2 separate regions of the Sus scrofa genome follow, and region 2 is linked to region 1. The links are chromatin contacts, called in public HiChIP or PLAC-seq maps. All regions are on one chromosome and are shown on one strand. The core of a region is the stretch at or near the end of the contact, and the rest is flanking DNA. Distances in the headings are between cores, read along the strand shown.

Region 1 (6,787 bases), core at 1,444-3,943:
TCCCCTAGTGCATGCCCATCCTGGCCAAAGGCCATATCTCCTGCCGAGGGCGGGGAGGTGGGTACAGAGAGAAGATGTGCTACACCCCTGGCTGTTTCCTCCAGGTCCTTCTCTCTGGCAGAAGACTCTGGGTCTCTGAGTGACTCATGTCCAGGAATTGGAAGAGAAGCTGCATAGTGAGTCAAGTCTGGGCACGTTCCTGAGACCCAGGGTCTTTCTACCACGGCCCCCACCTCCACTACTGCTGCCCTCTGGGTCTGTCATGGAGGGGGCTTCACGGCCGATGAGCCAAAATTCTTTGAGGCCACCCCGTTCTGCTTGACTGTGATGGTGACAACAGCTGTCTGGCCATGTGGCCTCCGCCACCCAGTATCTTTTCATCCTGTTTCATTTCCACCCCACAAAGTCAGGTCCCCAGAGCCTTTCAAGGCTGTCGCAGCTTCCGGGCCCACTCCAGAGCACACCTTTTCAGGTCTTAGCGAGGGTGTCCTCCAGGCCTCACAGAGGTCAGTTAGAGGACAGCGGAGCAGATGGAGCACAGAACTCTCCTGTCGCTCCCTGTCTTTAGATGCCTTTTCCTCCATTAAGCCAAAGAGCTTCCAGCGTCTTGGCTTCCTTCAAGTGGGCTGTCATGAGCCCTGGTTTTCATTACCAGAGCAAAAACAGTCAACACCATCCTGGCCCCTCAGATCCAGAACCTATGCTCATTGTCAGTTTTGCCTGATTTAGGATCATTTTCCTCAAATATCCAGGGGACAGGAATGACGGTTGCTGAGGGCAAGGAGGATGGAGCAGACCCGAGGCGGGTGGTGGAGGCATGCACAGATGGCCTCCGGTGTTCTGGGTCCCCCACATCGGCCAGTCGCAGGAGCCACTGCAGAATCCCTTCAAGTGGGCCGAGTGTTCTCCATGAAGCAGCTGGCCCAGCCCACCCACCCCAGGCAGGCCCAGGAAACCAGGAAACGGAGGCCACTCCCTTGTCCTGGGTGCAGAAACACAAGACCCACAGGCTCACTTGCAAGGCCCTTCTCCTGACTGTGGGTCTTAGTTCCAAATTAGTAACATCCAGAGTCACTTCCCGCACCCTGGCAGGCTGCCTCCTGCCGGGGCTCTGTCCCAAGCTGACCCTCCTGTCGGCTCCAGCAGCAAAGCCAAGAAAGACTCACATCTCTGAAAGACTCAGCCGCCTGCTTTGAACAAACATAGCTGGCAGCACATGGCCCTCCCCCACCCGGAGGTCAGGGCTGGGCTGGCTCTGGGGTCCCAAGCACACACACCTGAGCAGCCTCCAGAGACAGCGGGGGAAAGCGCCAGCCATTTGCATGACATTACAACGCTGGCAGGCTCTTCCAGAGAATAAGGGCAGGTCCTCTGCTGCCTGGGGTAATTCCCAGCTTGCAGTATAAAGGGAAGAAAGTGCTTTTGGACGATTCCTTTTAAACTCCAGTTCACAGCGCCGACCAGCTGTGATAGTTCCAATTACAGGTTCAAAGATTTCTGGGCCATGGAAAAGCTCTGCCCTGGCCGCCCCATGCACAGACCCAGAAACCACACTGGAATGTGATACTATCTGGATGCAGCTTACAGAGCCCCTTCCACTGCCTACCAAGTCAGCAGCAGCCTGGAGCCCAGCCCTGTCTCCGGGAGTCCCTCCCCTTCAAATTTTGCTCCTCAACACTGCTTCTCATCCTGAGCTTTCCTCTTTCATCAGGAAAATGCCAGCTCCACAGCCAGGGCTGGGCCTCAGTGGACACTCTCTTGGCCCCCACCCAATAACCAGAGGCCTTTCAAGGGCCCTACCCACTCTCTCGCTGGCCCAGGGTCAGTAACCGTGGAATACCCTCCCCGACCAGTGCCCAAAGCCTGCTCTTCCTGAGGTCAGAACTTGTGGGGGAGCATGAGACCAGAAAGCTGTCTTGGGAGGGTTATGGGGGTGTGACCTTGGGGAGCTGCTGGGAACAGATGCTCTGGGGGAGTTACTGCATGGATCTTGGGGCATTCAGCTGACCTCCCTCTTACTCTGACACAGTTAAACTGTAGACCACGAAGGTGAAGAAATTCATCGAAGCCTGTCTACCGGTGGAGCCAGGACCAAACATCTCCTCTTTCTATGCGTTTTTCTCATTGCTGTAACCTGGAGGCAGACCAGACCCCAGATGCCCCCTCCAATACCCTAACACACAGACACACATGTACACGGAGGGGAAAGTGCTGGAAATAACTCTCTTTTCCTTTATGGCCTCGCCCATGGCGTGTAGAAGTTTCTGGGCCAGGGATTGAACCCGTGCCACAGCTGTGACCCAAGCCGCTACAGTGACAACACCAGGTCCTTAACACGCTCCGCCACAAGAGAACTCCAAGAATGTTCGATCTTGTATTTCAAGAAATACACCAAAGGTAGTGTGGAAGGAAACGCCAGCAGTCGGCGGACTCCAAGCTTTTCGTTTCGATTTGCTCATTCCGCACTCTGCCGGCTCACGCCCCTTAAGAAACAGTCCACACGCCGAGCGCGAACACGAGGAGCTCGCCCCCGAGCCGGGCGCCAACAGCCTCGGGACGCAGAGCGTGGCGGAGCTCGCGCACAACCGTGCCGGCGCCCTCGCCAGCCCCGCGCCACACCCACTCCGCCCTTCGCTGCCCAGGCGCGACCCGGCTCCGCCCCCTCCGCCCCGCCCCCCGGCCAGCTCCGCCCCGCGTCCCGCCCCACCCCTGGGCGGGCCGCGTCGGGTCACGGGTTAGGGGGCGGGCCGCGGGGCGGGGCTGAGGCGGAAGTGCCGGTGAGGGGCTGTGCCTGTCGCTGTTCCGCCGCACCAGCCTTCCTCGGACCCGAACTGCCCTCGTCCCGCCTCTCGGGCCCCCGCGGGTCAGTGTGCGGGGACTTCTGCCCCTGCCCACGAGCCTGGGCCGGGACCAGTAGGTGAAGAGGGTCAGATCTCCGCCGGAGAATGTGAAAGTGTCCTGGTCCTTGGGAGTCTCCAGAGAGTTGGATCCAAGGCTCCGGGCTCCTGGGTTCTGTTGGAGTCGAGGGTCTCGGTGCCGAGTTCCCTGGGACTTCAGGAAAGGAGTTGTCTCAGTCGGGGGAGGATTCGGGTCTGGGGTCTCAGGGGAGGGTAGTGGCTGAGCCTGGGTTGCTGGGGGAGGTTAGGGTCTAGGTCTGGGTCTGGGGCGTCAGAGCTAGAGCTGGCTGGAACCCTGTGTGCCTTCCCTCTCAAGGGTCTCCTGCTGCAGGCCGGTCTGTGCTGTGGGCCATGGTGGCTCTGTGGGCCCTCACTCTGGCCTTGGCCTCAGGCCTGGCTGCTACCAGCCCACCTAACATCGTGCTGATCTTTGCTGATGACCTGGGCTACGGAGACCTGGGCTCCTACGGGCACCCCAGTTCCACCACCCCCAATCTGGACCAGCTGGCCGCAGGGGGTCTGCGGTTCACCGACTTCTATGTGCCGGTGTCTCTGTGCACACCCTCCCGGTGAGCAAGGAGACGGAATGTGCACCCCAGGCGCCCACCCCTGCCCACCGGTTCCTCTGGCTTCACTCTGGATTGCAGCGGGGAGACATTCACCTCCCTCGTCTTCCGCCGCTCTCACCTCATCTCCTCTGTTCATCTCAGTCAGTTTTGCTCTGTTTCACGGACCCTGTGACTTGTCCTGCAGGGCTGCCCTCCTGACCGGCCGACTCCCAGTTCGGATGGGCCTGTACCCTGGCGTTCTGGAACCCAGCTCCCGAGGGGGTCTTCCCCTGGAGGAGGTGACCCTGGCTGAGGTCCTTGCTGCCCGAGGCTACCTCACAGGGATGGCTGGCAAGTGGCACCTTGGGGTGGGGCCTGAGGGGGCCTTTCTGCCCCCCCACCAGGGCTTCCATCGATTCCTGGGCATCCCATACTCCCATGACCAGGTAGGAACTACCAGCGTCCTTCCCTTGACCCGACAGCCCCACCCTATAGCCCAGACCTCTGAAGGAGCTGCTCCCCCAGGGCCCCTGCCAGAACCTGACCTGCTTCCCGCCGTCCACCCCCTGCGACGGCAGCTGTGACCAGGGCCTAGTCCCTGTCCCGCTATTGGCCAACCTGTCGGTGGAGGCGCAGCCCCCTTGGCTGCCTGGACTTGAGGCCCGCTACGTGGCCTTCGCCCGTGACCTCATGGCTGATGCCCAGCGCCAGGGCCGCCCATTCTTCCTGTACTACGCCTCCCACGTAAGTGCCCCTGCCCCTGCCCTGAGCTGCCTGTGACCCAACCCCACGCTAACTCGAGTCTCTACCCCCAGCACACCCACTACCCCCAGTTCAGTGGGCAGAGCTTTTCGGGGCACTCAGGCCGAGGGCCATTTGGGGACTCCCTGATGGAGCTGGATGCAGCTGTGGGGGCCCTGATGACAGCTGTGGGGGACCTGGGGCTGCTCGGAGAGACACTGGTCATCTTCACTGCAGATAACGGGTACTGTGGCTGCGGCACAGGAGGGCGCTGGGGTCTTCCCACCTTGACCGCTGGCCAAGGACATAGTGCGATAAGGGTCTCAGGAGATGCTGGCCACATACAGTGATGTCCACATGCATGTGTGTGGGAGGCCAGGGGCCACAGGTACATAGATGTGCTGGCCTTGGTAGGACAGGGAGGGGACAGACACGTGCTGGCCATTGCTGGGCAAAGTGGGTAACTCAGGAGTCTGGGGATGGGGTCACCAGGTGGACCCCTCATCACTGATGACCGCCTTGTATGTCCCAGACCCGAGACGATGCGGATGTCCCATGGCGGCTGCTCCGGCCTCCTACGATGCGGAAAGGGAACCACTTTTGAGGGAGGTGTCCGAGAGCCTGCCTTGGCTTTCTGGCCAGGCCACATTGCTCCTGGTCAGTCTTCAGGCCTCCTCCTCCTGGACTCTTGGTCCCATCTCCCCACCCCTGATCCGCACATGGAGTGACTCCAGCTGTCTACCCCCAGGTGTGACCCACGAGCTGGCCAGCTCCCTAGACCTACTGCCCACCCTGGCGGCCCTGGCCGGGGCCCCGCTCCCCAATGTCACCCTGGATGGCGTTGACCTCAGCCCCTTGCTGTTGGGTACAGGCAAGGTAGGGCCAGTGACCACAATCCCCGCCCACTTACCCTCCCGGAAATGAGTTTGGGCAGCACTTGAAGTCCCTGGGGCCAGGTGGATGCTCTGTTGCTTAACATCCACTGGTGCCACCCCTGGGGTTCCTTGGTGGGCAGGAAGCCACTGTACATCCAGGGCCCAGCGCAGAGCTCATGGCTCTGGGGATGCGGAGACCCCTGACTTTGCCTGCAGAGTCCCCGGCGGACGCTCTTCTTCTACCCGGCCTACCCAGATGAGGTCCGAGGGGTCTTTGCTGTGCGCAGCGGGAAGTACAAGGCGCATTTCTTCACCCAGGGTAACCTCCTCTGCCCCAGCCATGCCAACCCCTTGGAGCCTCAGAACCCAGCACTCCCCTCCCTCTTGCCCTGTGCACAGACATGTCCCCCTCCCCAGGCTCTATCCACAGCGACACCACTGCGGACCCTGCATGCCACGCCTCTAGTCCTCTGACTGCCCATGAGCCCCCGCTGCTCTTTGACCTGTCTGAGGACCCGGGTGAGAACTACAACCTTCTGGGGGGTGTGGCTGAGGTTGCCCCAGAGGTGCTGCAGGTGCTGAAGCAACTTCAGCTGCTCAAGGCTCAGTTTGATGCTGCCGTGACCTTCAGCCCCAGCCAGATAGCCCGGGGTGAGGACCCTGCCCTGCAGATCTGCTGTCAACCCAGCTGCACCCCGAGGCCATCCTGCTGCCACTGTCCTGAGCTCCAGCCCTGAGAGCACAGGCAGAGGCCAGCCCAGGGCCCTTTGTCCTCCCCCTCTCCCCAGCATGTGATGGTTTATCGCTGTGCTGTGAGTGGATGAAGGTGGCTCGAGAATGCCAATAACACCAGCTGACACCTGTAGGTGTGATCATTCGTGTGATCCTTGTGATAGCCCTGGGATAGGTGCTCTTCTGCTGGTACAAATTAGGGACGAGAGGCATGGAGAGGTCCAGCCAGCCTGCGGTCACTCAGCCAGTGAGAAGTTGGGCTGGGATCTGAACCCAGGCCTCTTGGCTCGGGAAGCTGTCCCCCTCCCCCAGGTGATTGCTTGTGTCAGGCAGACAAGTGTGGTGACAGGGCAGTACCAGGCGCTTTTAGGTGCCAGGACGGGCGGGGGCAGGGCATGACAAGCTGCAGACCCCAAAGACACAGAATGCCCGCAAGAGCCAGGTCTTCCCCAGGAGGAAGCACAAGGACCGCAGCACCCTGGCTCTTACCAGAAACCTGTCTGAAGGTGGGTGAGAAGTTGCACATTCTACAAGGTGAAGTGGGCTGAGGGCCCTGCCAGCTCCAAGGATGGCACATCCGCAGCTCCTGAGGCTACCCTTCAGTCTCACACACCCCTTCCAGAGCTCTGCATTTCCCACCTGCTCCTGTGTTCCCAGTTTCCTGGCTTTGCCTCCACCCCCATAGGAACCATTCTCCACCCAGCGTAGTGATCTTCTTAAAACATATCAGGTCTGGCTCCATCCCTGCACAAAACTGCAGGCTTCCGACCGTCTCACTCAGAATTGAACCCAGACTCCTTGGAATGGCCCCACACCCCACACCCTTGGCAGCTGGCCTCTCTGTAGAGAGGGTGTCCAGACTGCCCCCGCCCCGCACCTGCATGGTGGCAATGTCACCCTCATGGGGTCACCGTGTGTGGCGCTGCCAGGTCCACATGCTCCCCCAGCATTGATTGGATGCAGGGTGCTGTCAGGTGGGGGTCCTGTCCTCGTG
Region 2 (6,787 bases), core at 1,516-4,015, 45 kb after region 1:
TCCTCTGGGGCCGTCTTCTCTTACAGTCCTCCTTGTCTCCAACACCCCTCCTTCTCTTTCTAGGTCCCCTGGAAGACATCCGTCTCCACCCGGAAGTCCATGTGCACATCTTCCCCAGGCCGCTCTTCTGTCTACTCCCCTCCTTCCCTACAAAGTGGATATCCAAGTGTACTTGCTTGAAGCTCTGCTCTTTGCAGGAATTCTCCTCATTACTGTCCTTCAGAGCCACTCTGAATGGGATGGAAGTGCAGCAGTAGTTCATCTTCAGCTCACATAGACACATCAAGTTGACTCATCTGTGAACCAGACCTAAATTTTTCTTCCCATCTGCTAAGATAGAAGCATTGGTACAACAAGGTAGGAATGTGGGGGCCACAGCCCTCTCTTCCTGTTAATGACCAGTACTCTCTAGAAAGGCCTGGGTCCAATCCTTTTTCACTGAGTTGTCAATTGGGACTGAGCCTGGTGGACCTGCCAATACCTAGCTCAGGACAGGCATATTTGGCGACATGGTCATTTGGTGCCCCATAATTAGGCACGCAGACTCTATCTGGGTCCAGTAGTGTGCTAGAAGCTGCTTTCAATTGGTGAGCAGTTCTTCACTATAGCCACCATGGTCTTGCCTCTGAACCATAGGGGTGTGCATGCGAAATCTCCTGTTGGAACCTTCCAAATGTGCCACACAGGGTCCCTAGCTACCACAAATAAGCCCATCATAACCCACTGGTTCTGCTAAGTGGTAAGGGAACACATCCCCCACCAGGGATCTTCGCCAGAGCCCTCCTTTGCTCTTGGCCCCATTTAAAAGCCTGATAAATGGGTCAGAACAGTATTTCCAAGAGCAGTAAATGCTGACTCCAAAATCCAAAGATGAATCAAGCAGTGGGCCCGTTCTTCATCATAGGGTGCCAGATGCAACAACTCGCCCTTATCTTAGAGGTGGTGCTCTGGTTTGACCTTCGAACTCTACACCCCTGGAAACTTCACTGAGGATAGGCTCCAGGACGTCTGAGGACTTCCCTCTCACTCTCTGACATGCATTGTCTTACCGTGGGCAGAACACTCGTCACTTCCTTCCCAACCACGTCCGGTTAGCATGATGTCATCAGTGTTATGTAGGACGTCCAGACGGTCAAGGTCCCAATGGATCACATTGTGACAGAAAGCACAGGAGTTAAAACAGCCTTGAAGCAAGACAATGAATATGTTTGGCTGTCTTTCCCATATAAAAGTGAACTGCTTTTACAAATTTACTCTTACTACTGGAAACTGAGTGGTGGGGAAGAATAGTCACCACATCAACTGCATCATCAGGTGCCAGAGGTGCATTAATCAGCTCCAGGATGGCGATATCTCCCGACACAGCTGCTGCGAATGAAGGCTTACTTTGTGGGAGCCCGCCACCACTTACTTGAACCCACCTGGATTTTGCAGGGGCCATTCAGGTGAATTGACAGGGGTATAATGAGATTTATGTCTTTGAGAGTGACATGGAATGCAGCATGGGAGGGGGTGGGGTTTCAGAGGCTTCCCCGTGGCTCTTCATACCATGTGAGGTCAGGGGTCAAAGTACAAGCTCTGCCCATTACTAGATATAATATAACCCCAAGTATGCACCAGGACCAAGGAAGTGACCTCAAGACTTGGGTCAGGATCCTGTTCACCATGGGACTTCCACAGCCTCTACTCAGACGGGTGGTCCATGAGGCTTCATGTGCCCTGCACATGTGTCAGCTCAGATCCTGTATCTAACAGCTCTTGAAAGGTCTGGATAGTCCCTTTTCCAAAGTAAGGGACTTTTGTTAAGAGGTGCTAGGTCCCTTTGGGAAAGGATTAGAGGAGTATTTTTTAATGTACATTTGGTGGCATTGTAGGATCCTTTCTGTAAGGGACTGAGCCTCCCTTTCCACCAGTGGGTTCCAGGTCTCAGAACCGGCTCAGATTAAAATACAGAGTGAGGAATCATGATTTTCTACTGCAGCAATTGACATTCGCCTTCTGATCACTAATTCTTGATTTCTTTCTCGTTATTCAAATCAAACACCACACCATTCTAGTCAGCTATCCATCTATTTCACCCCAAAGAACACCGTGGTCCAACAGTGCCACGGATTCCCAGGGGTCAAGTCTTCCCCTGTCGACGCTCCAGCAAGGGATGGAAGAAATGCAAGGAAGCACTCCAAACTGCCGCAGCTGGACAAGGAGATGTGATGAAGCGTCCAGTATCTGCTCCAAGATGTGAGCCTCTCCTCCCGGGTTTGATTTTGTAATTGATTTTAGGTGTGGGGGCAAGGGGGCTGGCGGAACGGGGTTAGGCTGGTTTCAAGAAGGGCAGCAGGAGCCCCTTTTCAGCGGTGCCCTTCAAAAGGGCAAGGGAGTCCCAGCGATGATGAGGGATTTCAGGCTATTTGTTAACTAAAGTTTATTTGACACTTGCCATATGCACCCCCTCCCCAACTCTCTCCTCTCCTCGTGTGACCCACACTCAGGACTCGCCACCCTCATCCAGTGGCTCTCTTCCTTGGCCGACTGACTGCCCCAGGAACCAACTTTGTCCGCTGAGGTACGGACGCTGCCCTGTCAGCGCCCTGACCCTGGAGAAGGCCCTCCCGGTCTCAGAGGCACTTTCCCCGGGCCACCGCCCTTATGGGTCCCGCCTGCCACTCAGCGGAGGACTCACCGGCCCGCCCGTGTGGTTCGCCCACGTGACAGACAGCTGCGCCCCGGGCCCGACGGCTCGCGACTCTTCTGATTGGTCCGCGCCATTTCCTGCTTCCGGGTTACGGTCCAAACAGTGGCCTGTCTCTCGAGCAGCCCTGCCCAGAGAGAGAGGCCATTGGCCTTTGCTCTGGACAGGGGCGGGGCCCAGCCTTCCGCACTGGCCCCCGAAACAGGTCTTCTAGCGAGCTGAGTGGCGCCGCCAAGAGCGGAACGGAGCCGGGGAGACCCGAAGACGACCAGAGCCGCGCAGGCTGGCCGGAAGCGGAACCGAGCGGAGCCGAGCGCAGCCGGAAGGAGCCGAGGTTGCCCGAAGGGCCTGAGAGCTGCCGGGCGTTGGGCCGGGTGGAACCCGCGCCATGGCGGCCGAGGGGACAGCTGTGGCCGGAGGCGGGGCTGTCGGAGGCCTCCTGGCCAAGGACAGCTTGCTGCAGTCTAAATGCCCCGACGCGGCCCCAAGCCGGCGGCGCGGCTCCGCGCGGTCGCGAGACGCCGAGCGCCGAGCCTACCAGTGGTGCCGGGAGTACTTGGGCGGGGCCTGGCGCCGAGTGCGGCCGGAGGAGCTGAGGGTTGACCCCGTGAGGTAGGAGGTCAGGGGTCAGCCCCTCCGGTGCGCAGGTGGGGGTCAGGCTCAGCTCAGGCTCAGGCCCTTGGGAAGCTCAGCGTTTCTGCCGACCGGGAGCGGGATGGCGCCCGCTGCGACGAGGGGGCCCGGGGGCGGGGCGCGGGGGCTGCACCCCGGGCCTGGGGAGCGGAGCGGACGGCGGGCTGAGCGCGCACCCTGTTATGGGTCTGCAGCGGAGGCCTCAGTAACCTGCTCTTCCGCTGCTCGCTGCCGGACCACCTGCCCAGTGTTGGCGAGGAGCCCCGGGAGGTGCTGCTGCGGCTGTATGGGGCCATCCTGCAGGTGAGGAGGGAGTGAGGGCCGCGGTGGCCGGTGGCCTAGGACCTCTCACCTAAGAGTGGCAGGTGGTACTGTCTCCGTTGCACAGTTGGGGATCCTCAGGCTCAGGGCCTAAGTACTTTGTTTTTATGGTAGAAATGCCCGCGCTCCGGAGCCTCTAGGCAATAGAACCCGAAGTCCCAGCTGTGATGGGAGGAGCAAGCTGAAGGTCCCGGGGGTGACAGCGCCGCTTTGCTGCTGACCTTGTGACTGTGAACCCTTCGCTGTACATCTTCTTTCAGGGCGTGGACTCCTTGGTCCTTGAAAGTGTGATGTTCGCCATTCTTGCAGAGCGGGCGCTGGGCCCCCAGCTCTACGGAGTCTTTCCGGAGGGCCGGCTGGAACAGTACATCCCAGTATGAGCCCAGCCCGGCCCTGACTTCCCCAGCCCCTATCCCCCTTCCCAATGTCTGCCTCCACGTCCCTTACTCCCAGGTAGGGAATCTTCCCCCAGCCCCTGACTCCCTCCCCCCATTCCCCTACCCTTCCCCTCCTGCCCCAGCCCCTTCACCACCCTGATAGGTTCCTGGGTGCAGAGCCGGCCACTGAAGACCCACGAGCTTCGAGAGCCAGTGTTGTCTGCAGCCATTGCCACGAAGATGGCCCGTTTCCACGGCATGGAGATGCCTTTCACTAAGGAGCCTCACTGGCTATTTGGGACTATGGAGCGGTGAGTCAGGGGCCTCCTCGGGGCTCCTGCATTCAGGCTGGACCCTCATGCTGGCAGTTACTACACTGGACTGTAGCCGAATGCGTCCAGTGGTCGATCCATCCCTCCAGTTGAGTGGATCAGGCGTCCCACTGTCTAGCGTGGTCTCTCACAGAACAGGCTTCCCATTGATCCCTAGACGCGTCAGTGACAGAACGGGCAGGACAGCTTGGCCTGGGGTAGAGGAAAAGGACAGCAGGGTGAATGTATCTTGTTTTGGGGCTTTAGGTATTTAAAGCAGATCCAGGACCTGCCCCCCACTGGCCTTCCCCAGATGAACCTGCTGGAGATGTACAGCTTGAAGGAAGAAATGGGCAGCCTCAGGTGAGGGCAGGCAGGATGGGGTGGGACAGCAGGGACCGAAGCTCATAGGAGGTGTGCCAGGAACCTCGTGGTGCCTCTGCAGGATTTGCTGAGGGCTGGGGTCAAGGCCTAGCCCACGAGGGTGGGTCAGACCCTCCTTTCATCACTCCTGCTCAGGACCTGTGCCCCTGTTCCCCTCCAGGAAGTTGCTAGACACTACCCCATCACCAGTGGTCTTCTGCCACAACGACATCCAGGAAGGTAGGAGAAAGCATCTGAGTCTCCCAGCCTAAGGTGGGGGGACCAGAGGGCCCCGGAGTGACCAGAACCTTACCCACTCTCCTCCAGGGAACATCTTATTGCTCTCAGAGCCGGAAAATGCCGACAGCCTCATGCTGGTTGATTTCGAGTATAGCAGTTATAACTACAGGTGAGGCTAAGAGGACGGCTTCATGGGGGTCTGTTCCCAGCGCCCTGGAAAAGCAGACCAGGCTTTTCTCTGCATCCTAGCTGCCCACTATCTGCCTTATTCCCCCAGGGGCTTTGACATTGGGAACCACTTTTGTGAGTGGGTTTACGATTATACGCACGAGGAGTGGCCTTTCTACAAAGCGCAGCCTGCAGACTACCCCACCCGGGGACAGCAGGTATGTGAGCCAGAAGTTGGGGAGCAGGATCTGGCCTCTGAGGGAGAAGGAAAGTGAAGTCTGGAAGGAACGGTGGGGAAGGGTGTTACCTGGGAAATGCCCCCAGTCTCCCCATTTCCTGACTCTTATCTTTTGATTTCAGCTCCATTTTATTCGCCACTACCTGGCGGAGGTAAAGAAAGGTGAAACCATCTCCCAGGAGGAGCAGAGGAAACTAGAAGCGGATTTGCTGGTAGAGGCTAATCGGTGAGGAAAGAGGGTGGGGCACAGGGCAGAGGAAAGGGGGCCTGAGGAAGCCGCAGGTCAGGTGGAAGCACTGAGGGGGCTGGCAGCCAGGGGGGAGGCCGAGGCTGACGGGACGCCGTGAGAGTGGGAAGAATCCGGACAGGGCAGCGGTTAGGATGATGCAGGAGACGTTAGTTTCCAGTCTAGGGCTGGGGCTCAGGCAATGCCAAACATGCTCTGAAGCCCTCTTTTCCTGCCCCTCAGGTACGCTCTGGCATCTCATTTCTTTTGGGGTCTCTGGTCCATTCTCCAGGCATCCATGTCCACTATAGAATTTGGCTACTTGGTAAGTAACCCAGGAGAGTGAATTAGGTGCGCGAAGGGGGAGCGGCAGGGGCCTGTGGGGGAGACTGAGGGAGGCGTGGGGAGGCGTGGGGAGCCGAGTGTTCTCACCAGTCTGTGGGTGGGTTTCCTTTCCTAGGAGTATGCCCAGTCTCGGTTCCAGTCCTACTTCCAGCAGAAGGCACAGCTGACCAGCCTCCAGCCCTCATCCTGATGCTCCACCTCCCAGCTCCTGGGATCTCTCCCGGAGCCTCCAGGGCAGGACCCTGGGGACTGGGCTGAGCCCCCGCGTGAGACCGGGGTTGAGGAAGCTGGCCTCTCCAGCCCCAAGTGTGAGCAGGTCCCCACCGTGGGCAAGTGGGCAGAAGCCCTGGGATGTGTGCTTTAAGACAATAAACCAGCTTCTTCCTTCACACCCTGTCCTGCCCTGCTTGGGTGCGGCAGAAGGTCCCACAAAGGACTGCACGCAGATGACACAGTGACCACTGTGCAGAGCCTCAACTTCCCTCCTGAAAAGCACGGCCGTTGGACGATCTGGGCTTGAAAGTGTCTAGGGATCTATCCTGCCAGTTGGAGCCCCTGCCTGCTCTCCCTGGTCCCTGCTGCAGCTTAGAAGTCGTTCTGAGGACTTGGGTGGGGGGCTCTGGGGAGTAATGGGGTACAGAGAGGGCCCCGGGGTGGCGCTGCCCAGCCGGGGCGCTGGAGATCAGGGAACAGGAGGCACAGCTGACACACTGACGACCTTTTCCCTACATTAGGCTATTTTTAGCTCTAATGCCACCATCCTCACGTGAGACCCACTGCCCCCCCCACCCCCAGCTCCCAGACCTCTGAACAGTCTTCGGCTTGGAGGAACTGCCCCCCGCCACGCCTGATTCTCGCCACAGAGAGGCGGGTAGA

The links. HiChIP or PLAC-seq counts read pairs in DNA pulled down with a chosen protein or histone mark.
Region 2: an H3K27ac HiChIP or PLAC-seq map of alveolar macrophages shows a contact between it and region 1. The contact joins the promoter of CHKB here to the promoter of ARSA in region 1. A contact is called at or near these places in 3 of 47 Hi-C or Micro-C datasets (embryonic fibroblasts, epiblast stem cells and skeletal muscle) and 2 of 2 datasets of contacts at active chromatin or transcription factors (alveolar macrophages and skeletal muscle).

The regions. Positions count from the first base shown.
Region 1 is chr5:104,410-111,196 of Sscrofa11.1, forward strand. ARSA (arylsulfatase A) reads left to right here and starts at 2,694. Exons shown (of 9, transcript NM_213933.1): 1 at 2,694-2,917; 2 at 3,214-3,466; 3 at 3,651-3,891; 4 at 3,971-4,189; 5 at 4,261-4,430; 6 at 4,719-4,843; 7 at 4,935-5,062; 8 at 5,278-5,380; 9 at 5,479-5,921. The coding sequence starts at 3,249. The coding sequence ends at 5,798.
Region 2 is chr5:148,873-155,659 of Sscrofa11.1, forward strand. CHKB (choline kinase beta) reads left to right here and starts at 2,766. Exons shown (of 11, transcript NM_001206360.1): 1 at 2,766-3,301; 2 at 3,517-3,625; 3 at 3,904-4,017; 4 at 4,198-4,331; 5 at 4,599-4,694; 6 at 4,876-4,934; 7 at 5,022-5,103; 8 at 5,212-5,320; 9 at 5,463-5,566; 10 at 5,810-5,891; 11 at 6,027-6,304. The coding sequence starts at 3,078. The coding sequence ends at 6,101. It overlaps LOC102161600 (a long non-coding RNA gene), which reads right to left and starts at 2,657. Exons shown (of 3, transcript XR_002343833.1): 1 at 1,050-2,657; 2 at 1-330. It also overlaps a transcript of CPT1B not described here.